Linked DNA regions of Zea mays: region 2 is linked to region 1. A link is a contact called in public Hi-C data. All regions are on one chromosome and are shown on one strand. Each heading gives the region's core, a stretch centred on a gene start, on an enhancer-like site or on the middle of the called end of the contact. The rest is flanking DNA. Distances are from core to core; before and after follow the strand shown.

Region 1 (5,363 bases), core at 866-3,365:
ATGCGAACGGTCCGCGCAGGGACACAGAGACAGGTGCGCCAGCAGACACCTTTGGCAGAGTCACGGACGATCCGACCTCCTCGCCCCGACAGTCCGTCGACCACAAAAGTAAGTAATTTTAGTTTGCGCTTTTACAGAAGACTTTGACTTTTGAAAACTGAAGCGTTGTTAGCCCTCATGCAAATGCAACATTTTATGCTCTATGAGGCACTAATTTTTACACCGATCAAGTTCAATGACCCCTCTTAATAGTATGGCTATCCATCCTAGTAATCCGATCAATTTTTCTCTGAACTCCTGATGACCGACAAAAACAAAATCTACGTTATACCTTTGCCTTCACTTGATGCATAACCAATGGTTATACGTCTCAAAGACTTTCCTGTTTCCTGTGGTCCAATCCTGCATTCTTATTTTTCCAAGAACTATTAGTCCACAAGCAGTTGTCACTAATTACCAAAACACCACTAAGGGGCCTAGATGATTCACAATCTCCCCTTTTTGGTAATTGATGACAACACTGCATATTTTTATAGAAAAGTAAATTTTGTTTTTCAAACCTTCCTTACATACTGGGGCGTCACTGCGAGCTCCCCCCGATTGCCATCTTCCCCCTGATCCCATCTTTATTTCTCTCCCCCTTTGGTATCAATTTCCACAAAGGGGTGTCACTGCACACCAGGTGGGGGACACGGATACATACTGTAGTAGTGGGAGCTGAAGCTGTCAAAGATGTAGGTGAACTGACTAAGCCATTCTGAAGTTGTTGCCGCCTCTTATTCAGTGAATGAATGTTGTTACTGGTAGACAGAGTCTCGAATTGAGTAGACATAGCACCTATATTGTCTCAAAAGCTTTGTTGCATGTTGTTTATTCCGCTCATAATGAGATCATGCATAGTATCTTGAATATGAGTGCGAAGATCAACAAACTGTGAATGGACCCCATCCAGCTGGGTGTCAACATTGGAGAATTTATTGTGTAGAACAGAATATTGGCCACCGCATAGCATCAAAGCGGCCATCCACATGTGTCATCATGCTCTGAAATCGTCTATCCATATGAGTCTAGAGTCCATGCCACATCTGCTAAAAATACGAATCAAAATAACCATGTGCGAGCCGCCAGTACTGTCCTTGCTGATGAGGAGGTGGAGAAGGTGGCATCTGTTGAGCTGGATGTGCCTCAGGCTAAGTGGCGAAGTCATCTGTAGGAACTCCCTCATCATCAGGAAAAGGGGTGAGAGACCAAGTGAGAAAACCAATCTCACAATCTCAACATAAGTTGATAATAGGATTTATAATGAATTTCGTGTAGTATCCAACTTCTTAAAATCCATAGGGAACCAAACACCACCTTAGTTCTAAAGATAATGTGCCATCCAAACTTTTGAAGTGGACAAATGTGTAAATGTGTATAATAAATAGTTTTTTATTAATCATAGAATATGTTTTTATAATATATCTATTTAGACTTATAAATACTAATATATTTTACCAACTAATTTAAATATATTTTATTCAAAATCTGAATCTAAGGTTTTTTTATCACAGTAGCTAAAATAAAACTGACTAAAGTTTAGTCATTTAGAAGTTAAAGATTTAAACAGAAAGAGTTAAAACGACTAAAATATAGATCTTTAGATCTAAGTGACTAGTGAATTTTATTTTAGCTATTGGATACCATAAAGTTACATCTTTTTTGACGTAAGTCATTCTCGTTAAAGAACATTCGCTTCCTAAATTGAACTAACGCTGACAAATCGTACAACTGCTTTCCTCAGACAATCCCAATCTATGATCAGCATCGGAGGCGGCGACACGCGCCTCTCTTGAAGTCTCCCGCGTTGTGCCCCTCTGGCCTCTGCTAACAGGACCCATCAGTACAGGAGCCCACTTGTCAGGAGCCATACTTTCTGAGTTTCTGTCTACCAGCACATCGCCGCAAGTCGGTCCCGCACCGCACCTCTTGCCTCGCCCCCGCGGCCCCGCCACGTCACCGACGAAATAATTAATTTCAGCCCTTTTTACGACCTCGTTTCCCAAACGTCCTTCCGTTCGCTATCTCCTCTTCTTCCTCCCTGGCTCCCTCCCTCCTCCCCTCTCCCCTGTCCCCTCTCTCTTTCTCACCGTCCACGCGCGACTGCGCGGGACACTGGTCAACGCCCCGGTGGCAGGCGGCTCCGTTGGGGGGTGAGTCTAGCTCCGTCTGTTGCGCCGGAATAACGCGGCGGGTGCTACCTCCGGCCCTCGGGTTCCATGGGGAGGAACGGTAGCGTGAGGCGCTCGGCGTTTTCGGGCGCCGCGGGTGCTGCCGCGGGGCCGCCGTCCTTCTCTGTGAATCCCGCCGACTACCGGTTGATGGAGGAGGTGGGGTACGGTGCGCACGCCGTCGTGTACCGCGCGATCTTCCTCCCGACTAAGGGTGTTGTCGCGGTCAAGTGCCTGGATCTCGATCAGCTCAATAACAACATCGTGAGCTCCCGTGACGCACTTCTCCCTCATGTAATCCGTTGGGTTTTCTTCGGTGCTCTGCCAGCGGGTGCCGTCTGCTGTTTAATCTAGCGTGAGATCCGTTGGTCGACTGCAGTTGATTTTACTCTTGATTTGGTGGCTTGGAAATCGGGGCTGAGTTTTGATCCGTGTAACCCTTACCAGATCAATTCGGATCTTGCTTTGACATCACATTTACTTGGTCTGCCACTAGTCATTGCTTAGTCTTAAGGCTCAGTTGAAAAGACCAACGGAGGCATGTACCTGCATTTTAGCACTTTTAAGGCAATTATTGTTTTGCACGGTATATTGTAGGCGTGGGCGGTTGTGATGGAGAGTTCAAATGTTTTCTCGGGACTCTTGTACTTGGGTGCTTGTCACCTTGGGAGTTTTCATCGACTAAAAACTGCTAGAGTTCCATGCCAGTTTAGCAGTCCTATAGATAGACCACAGATAACTTGCAGTTTTTTTTTAAAAAAAATGATAAATACTCATTATCTTTTTTTTGTAGAGGCGATTCGCCATTTGTTTTTTTAACCATTCTTTCTTCAGTTTCTGGTATTTTTATCATTCTACTAGATTTCACATGGCATCATTTTCTGCGCTGCACATTGGACTAAGGAAAATTTAAGACTATTTAGACAGTGATTCTATTATCTTTTGACCTTGTAGCATGTACATTTTATTGATACGATCAACTGATGATGATAAGCTAGCATGATATGGTATAAAGCATAGATTGTTCTACTTGATATCTGGGATCACTGTTTATTGTTGAGGCTGTGTATCTAAGAACTGGTTGGATGCTTGTTTAAGCACAGATTTTCTAGTTTTGTTCCATCCAAAGTTTTCATTTTTTGGGGTTAGTAGCAGATCACATTGGTCCAACTCATCCTAAATAGAATGATAGTACTGTACATTTGGGGCTCAATAGACGTCTTGTAACATAATTTCAAAATCCAAAACTTGTAAAGTCCATCTGAAAGCATCTTTTTATGCTATTGCCTTCTATTTTTAGCTATTACTTCCTCCATTTCAAATTATAAAATGTTTTGGCATTTTTAGGTACATAACTTTTGCTATGCACTTAGGTATACACTATGTCTATATACATGGTAAAAGGAATGTATCTAAAAAAGACAAATGTCTTATAATTTAGAACGAGGGGAGTAGTTTACTGAAATATTAGATGGACCTGTTCCTTTTGCTAGTACTGACTGGTTTCTTCTCAACACTCCATTCACTGGTGGGCTGGCAGGCCATGGGTCCGTTGCCAATAGAAGCCAGTGACTTCATGTTCACACACCGTACCGATCATGATCCACCAATAATGTGTCACAATTCTCCATGTTATCCACCTTTTGTGGTTGTTGCTATTCTTATTCATCTCTAGCAGCTTGTGCTAGTTTTTTTTTGGGCATTTTTGTGTTTGTTTTTGAAACTTTTGCTGTGGTAATGTAATTGTAACATAGCTTTGAAGTGGCATCCTCCCTGCTCCCTAATCCACTGTAAAGCAGAAACACTATCAACTAGGTTTCAGAATGCCAAAGTTGTGAACACTTTTCTAAGGCTGGATGAGTGACATGTCTTCCCTGCTTGGTGTCAATTAACTCTTCCTTTTTCCTTATGGAAGTCATAAATGAATTTTGTTCTTACCACTGTTACATTATTTGTAGGATGAAATACAAAGGGAGGCTCAAATAATGAGCTTGATAGACCATCCTAATGTCATCAGGGCTTACTGCTCATTTGTTGTGGAGCACAGCCTCTGGGTGATAATGCCATTCATGACAGAGGGTTCTTGTTTACACTTAATGAAGATCTCATACCAGGAAGGTTTTGATGAGCCGATCATTGGCTCCATTCTCAAGGAAACTCTTAAGGCTCTGGATTACCTTCACCGGCAGGGTCAAATACATCGTGATGTCAAGGTTAGCATTTGTAGAATATTTTTTAGATAGAAACTGTAATCATTTGATGTATTTATTAGTCATTGTTGTTTATTTTTTGCTCGATTCGGCACTGTACAGGCTGGTAATATCCTTATCGATGGTGCTGGGGTAGTGAAGCTTGGAGACTTTGGTGTTTCTGCTTGTATGTTTGATAGAGGTGATAGGCAAAGATCTAGGAATACATTTGTAGGAACACCATGCTGGTAACTTCTTAACCAAATTTCTATATTTGTATAACTAGATCCTTTTTTTACATGTTTTTCTTTTTCAAATTTTCTACGTAGGATGGCTCCAGAAGTGCTCCAACCTGGCACTGGATATAATTTCAAGTATGTTAACTGTGTATATATCTGAAATTTATTTCCACGTAAGACATGCCAGGATTTATCCTAGAAATCGAGATTGATGCCTAAAGTTCACCTTTCTCCGTGAATTGCTTTATATATGGCCTTCCTCTTGCATTCTATCTAAACAGATTTTGTGTTTTCTTTTTTCATAGCTGTTTGCTTGGCATTTTGTATGTCGATTGGTAAGCAGTATGATATTCACACCCATTCTCATTTTTGTACAGAGCTGACATATGGTCATTTGGAATCACTGCTCTTGAACTAGCACATGGCCATGCTCCATTTTCTAAATACCCTCCTATGAAGGTAATGTTTTGGCCTGCACATTTGGTTCTGAATTTTTATTGTTGTGCTAGTAGCTGTTTTAATCAATATTCCAAATACCCTGCAACACGTAGCACATTGCACTAAGTCTTCAAATCTTACCAGTTACTTGTTAACCCTGTATGACCCAGCTCATAATCTAACTGGTGGTAGATGGTCTCATGAGATCATCTAGTGATTACCTACCTAACAACACAGGCAATCCTATATATTAAACTTGTACTTGGCTGTAGGTTCTTCTCATGACC
Region 2 (5,363 bases), core at 1,117-3,616, 130 kb before region 1:
ATCCTAACTTGTGGAAAAGGTGGAGAACAAGCCGGCACATGTAGTTAGCTTATGTCAGGAAGCTCTGCAAATGTTCAAGTCTTGTGATAATAATACGAGGGCAAGAATAGTGGTTGACTTCAAAGTAAACTAAGGGCCAAAAATCCTAATTCCAGAAATAGCATGGCCATTAAGCATTAGCTACACCGAGAATGACAAACCATTTGTCACAAACAAATGTAAGGCAAGCTACTATTTTCTTTTCTTTATTAATAAAAACAATTAAGTTCAGTAGAATTAGCACATGGTACACATTTTTCCAGCAGAATGTTTGATGATAATAATAACTTAAAAGATTCGTATATAGGAGAAAACAGGAAAAACAACAACAAAGACTTTTAGCCCAAAGCAAGTTGTTATAGGCCAGAGTTAAAAAAAAAACACAAATCAAAATTCAGGCACGTGAATAGAAGTTTTCTATTCACTCCTATTCAAGACTAAATCTTTGAATATAGTTCATTCTTTTGAGTCTCCTTTTACTACCTCTCCTCTACATAAAAAAGGTTAAGAATTTTCTAAAGGGAAAACATTGGACCTAAGAAAATATACTACTTCTAGAGTAACTTATTTTCGTGGTGCAGTGGAAACCTATATAATATATGGGCATACTAGTACATCCAAGGGCATATAATTGAAAACAGAAAAAATGGCCCACATGTAGTAAGTACACCACATGTTTATTCGGATGTGAAAATATCAACCATGAATCATCATTTATGTAGTTTATATTTTGGACTTTTTTTGAGGAATTATAGATTTACCGAATAAAAACAAGCCATATTTTTGTCTGTTTTCTCATGCATTGTTATTTCAATATACAGAAAGGTCTCAATTTAAAGCACTATCCTTGTGGTAAATTCTGAACATGCCATTCGTGTGGATTGTAATAAGCTTTTGTCCTACAGTCATCCAAGTATACAGAGCAAGATGAAGTTGATCTAAACTCTAAAGGCAGTTCCTGGTCCTCAGATCCGATCAACCTAACTGATCATTGAACATGGATTAGATCTAAAAGGTGGTTTCTGAACCTGGATTGAGTCACCCACTGATGAATAACTAGGGCTGCTATTTGACAAACCAAAACATCTTTAGTGGGTGTTTGAATGCACTAGAGATAATAATTATTGGCTAAAATTAGTTGAGACATCCAAACACCCTAGTTAATAGTTCAGCTATTAGCTATTTTTGGTAAATTGGTTAATAGTTAGGTAGTTATTTGTTAGCTAGATAATTCTACTAACAATTTTTAGCCAACTAACTATTAGTTCTTGTGCATTCAAACACCCCCAGTACGCCAGTTTAGGTTCAGCAAATGAGCAAATCTGATTCGAAATAAATGCCAGCACAACTGATTCAATTCTGCTGCTGTAAGAAGCCAAGTCTACCATCAATTATTCTCCATAAAACCTTATCAAGAACCTTATCATCGAACAGATAGCGTCGTAAGCTTTCCTTAGATCGTAAAACCTTTGCAAACAAAGAGGAAACGAAAGGGATTACCATTCCACCAACAAGAACACCAAACAATTTCACAAAACTGTATCGTACATGAAACCACCAGAGGCATGCCAACAGTTATCCAAAATCCTATGCCACCACAAAGGGGAGCCGAGGATGGGAGCAGAGCAGAAAAACTGCACCTTGCCGGCGATGATGATCCAGCAGTCCTTGGTGACGTTGTGCTTGGCGACTTCCTCGAACCCAAAGACCTTATTCTCGCTGGCCATGGCAGACTCTTACGCACCTGAGACAAAATCCCCCTCCGAAAGAGTTAGTCCTTCGCAGCCAAATTCCGAAACCGTACTGAATCGAGCCATGGAGCGTTGAAGCGGAAGCAGCTGGATTGCTAGTGGTTGGCCGATGGGCTTGGCTCACCGGGGCTTCGCCTCAAGAATCAAGATGGAGCTGGAGGCCGTCGGGAAGGTCAGCCGTGAGCTGTCAGCGTGTGTCGCGCTCGCGAACGGGATGCGGAATCACGCGATCTGGACAGCTTCCGCCCTCGGTGGCCTGGCCCCGATATGGCGGCATTTGAGCCCGGTGCGTCCCATCCCATTCCCCTGGACCCCATCCGTCTGCACGCTGCAGTCTGCACCGCACACGGCTCTAGTGTGTGGCGTTCCAAAATGCCCCTCGACGAGAGCCAGCTGCTGGACAGGGCCTTTTTTCCATCCCGTGCTGGACTTCCAGGCCCGGCTCGGCCCATAATGCTATGAGAGGTTGTCACTGCGTTGACACGTAAGCTTTCCCCCTCCCCTTCCGCTGACGCGACGCCCACCTCGGCGGCTCGGCCCGCGCTGGTTTCCGTCCGTTCATTGCGGTGCGGAGAGCCGGAGACAGACCACCGGGCCGTGCGGGCGCTCGCGGCTCCGCTCCCAGATCCCGCCGCGCGGGCAAGCTTCGAGGAGTGACCATGCAGGAGCCCACGGAGACCAGGCCAGCTGGTGCGGAGGATCTCGCGAACGGCGCGCGAGACGGGGAGGGACCTCCGCCGCAGGTTGAGGAGGAGGAAGTGGAGGAGGAGCCGCCGCGATCGGCGACGGCAAAGCAGGAGGAGGCGACGGCGGCGCTGGGGTCGGAGGGGTCCCGCCCGTTCACTATGCGGGAGCTCCTCGGCGAGCTCAAAGAGGATGGCGAGACGGCTGCTGGCGGCAGCAGCGCGAGATCTGCGTTCGGCGATGGGAACAGGGTCGGATCCGATGATGCCGAGGGCTCGTTCTACAGGTTTGTGCTCATTCGCGTCATTTAGATCTCACTACGTGTACTGGATCACTGTGGCTTGTTAGGTTTGCGACATTGCATTTTTAGCAGCACTTCGTGTCGGATGTGTTGGCTACGTGAATTAAGCAGCTGCGGCTTAATTTTGATGGTTTAGCTGCTGTCTTAGTGGAGCTGTATCGTCATATTTTGAGCTGTGAATGCTGGTTGCATTAGAATGGTTATATACAAGCACAATTGTTGAGCTGTGAATGCTGGTTGCATTAGAATGGTTATGTGCAAGCACAATTGTTACCATGGATTGTGGTATTTTGGTGATCTTTCTTCAACAAAGAAAAAAATTGGTGTTAATGCGAACCTACTACACCTCATCTTCTGGTAGGATAGGATTGTTATATTATTAGGTATGGATATGGAAGCACCTTTCTTCTTGTGAAAAGCTGTGAAAAATCTCTCCCGCCATTATAATGAATAATGGGTATCAGATGGTTGTTACCTGTTGGTATATTAATCATTGTATCTGCTTAAATTCTGTAATTCTGTACACGATTAGTTCACAGCTGCTGCAACGTAACTAGTTCACATTTATTTTATTGGCTTATGCACAAATTCCTACTGAAATGGCCCAAACAGTAACTTTTATTGATTTCTTCAATTTATTTCAGCCAAGATAGCACACAACAGTTTTCATCCCACCATGATGTGGCGATGGACTTGATAAATAGTGTAACTGGAGTTGATGAGGAAGGGCATTCTCGCCAAAGGATTCTTTCTTTTGCTGCCAAAAGGTTTGCTTAGCTTGCCTGATTAAAGTTTTTGTGTTGCTACAATTAGCTTGCATATTATATAGTTCTTTCTGTCTCTATATTACTTGTTACTGCCATGTTTAAGGTTCTGTTATGCAGGTATGTAAATGCAATTGAAAGAAATCCTAATGACCCTGATGCATATTATAATTGGGCTCTAGTCCTCCAGGTATACATGTGCATTCCTTTTGTACCTCCCTTTTTCCTACTATGATGGTCTTTTATACATGTTAATATATAGTGAACACGTAGCTGTGATCAACCATGATTGAATGCTGTTGTTTATAGCATGCACGTTACATATACACTGCAAAATTGCTATTTGGATTTAAGCGAGTCTGTATCTTATTCTTTTGAAATGTTATTTCAGGAGAGTGCAGACAATGTGGATCCCAATTCTAGCTCCTCTAAAGATGCATTGCTTGAGGAGGCTTGCAAAAAGTATGCTGAAGCTACCCGGCTTTGTCCAACTCTTTATGATGTGAGTTCTCACTTATGTTATGTCCGATCAAAATAATTCAAATTTATAGAAGGTTTATAAGCGCTTTTGTCCCTTTCAGAAAAAAAGAAATAAAAAACATCACAATCACACTTTTCAAATGGTCTATGAAAAGTATTGAACTTACCTTGCAGAAGCTTCATGGTTCTAATGTATAGTGCTCAATGTTGATCATTCTAATTGTCTCAGATATTTTGATGTTGCTTTGACACATCCTCTTTTATTTTAGGCATATTATAACTGGGCTATTGCGATTGCTGATCGGGCTAAAATGCGAGGTCGGACAAAAGAAGCCGAAGAACTCTGGAAACAGGTTAGTGAGATGTCTCTTATACTTTGTTTATGTTGAACACCAAATTATTATTATGTGAGTAATGCAAGTAAAACAGGTTTAGTCAAATATTGAATCTTGTTTTGGTTTCCTTGTGGTGCCTGTTCTCTGCAGTTCATCAATTATGTTGTTTGATAAAAAAAAACTGTGCAACATTTTACCCAAATTGTGGGTTTATGATTTTTTAAATAAACATGAACTTGCAATATATGTTGCACATATTAAGTTGTTCTTGTTATATCTATTATGATATATAATACTTCACTGTCTAGCTCACAAGTTATCCAATAGCAAATCAGGTATCAAGCAGCATGTTTCGGCACCGTTTTTTTTCCATTAAAAAATCTCCGGTAGCCGGTGAACTTTTTGTGATATATCATGACAATATTTCTTATCTTTTCTTGAAAACCTTGTTCCAACTCTGCAAGGTTTAGTTTCACCAAAAGGATTTCATTTTTTAACCTTAGCATTTGGGGGGAAACAATAAATCCCAAGGGGTTTGAATAATCCACAGATCTCCATTCCTTGCCAATAAGCTGAAATGTTACCATGTTTCCTTGCCAATCATGCTGATGTTGTTTTTAGTTTATGATTAAATTTGATTGCATCCGTTATTTACACTTTTCTTCCTTTGACAGGCAATACTGAATTATGAGAAGGCAGTCCAGCTTAATTGGAATAGCCCACAGGTTTGTGTTAAATCCTTGTATTTATCTTGAGTACTTGAGTGAAGAACTGAAGATGGTATGATAAAATAAAAAGAAGGCTTCAATTTGAGTCAAGTGGACGATCAATGTGCACATATAACTGATATTAGGACCATCATGGTTCAGTAGAGTTAACAGTTAAGTATGAATTTGTAGAGTTATGTTGCACACAATTTTTAAACAATAAGAATGACATCCTTTTGTAGTGATAGTTTTTCTGTTCTACTTTATCAATTAAAGAAGAAAAACTTGTTGCTGATAAAGAA

Evidence for each region. Hi-C and Micro-C count contacts between places; a contact is called where the count stands out from the background.
Region 2: a Hi-C map of leaf shows a contact between it and region 1, with 5 times the contacts expected there. The contact joins the promoter of LOC100191974 here to the promoter of LOC100192473 in region 1. A contact is called at or near these places in 18 of 25 Hi-C or Micro-C datasets (bundle sheath, ear, endosperm and 5 more) and 1 of 3 datasets of contacts at active chromatin or transcription factors (seedling).

What each region holds. Positions count from the first base shown.
Region 1 is chr1:228,337,197-228,342,559 of Zm-B73-REFERENCE-NAM-5.0, reverse strand. LOC100192473 reads left to right here and starts at 2,115. Exons shown (of 22, transcript NM_001137693.1): 1 at 2,115-2,474; 2 at 4,169-4,423; 3 at 4,523-4,647; 4 at 4,729-4,773; 5 at 5,016-5,097; 6 at 5,349-5,363. The coding sequence starts at 2,259.
Region 2 is chr1:228,467,849-228,473,211 of Zm-B73-REFERENCE-NAM-5.0, reverse strand. It overlaps LOC100191974, which reads left to right and starts at 2,366. Exons shown (of 14, transcript NM_001137398.1): 1 at 2,366-2,760; 2 at 3,420-3,542; 3 at 3,660-3,729; 4 at 3,931-4,041; 5 at 4,289-4,372; 6 at 5,029-5,079. The coding sequence starts at 2,450. It overlaps LOC109943508 (cytochrome b5), which reads right to left and starts at 2,154. Exons shown (of 4, transcript XM_020546725.3): 1 at 1,915-2,154; 2 at 1,680-1,783. The coding sequence starts at 1,766.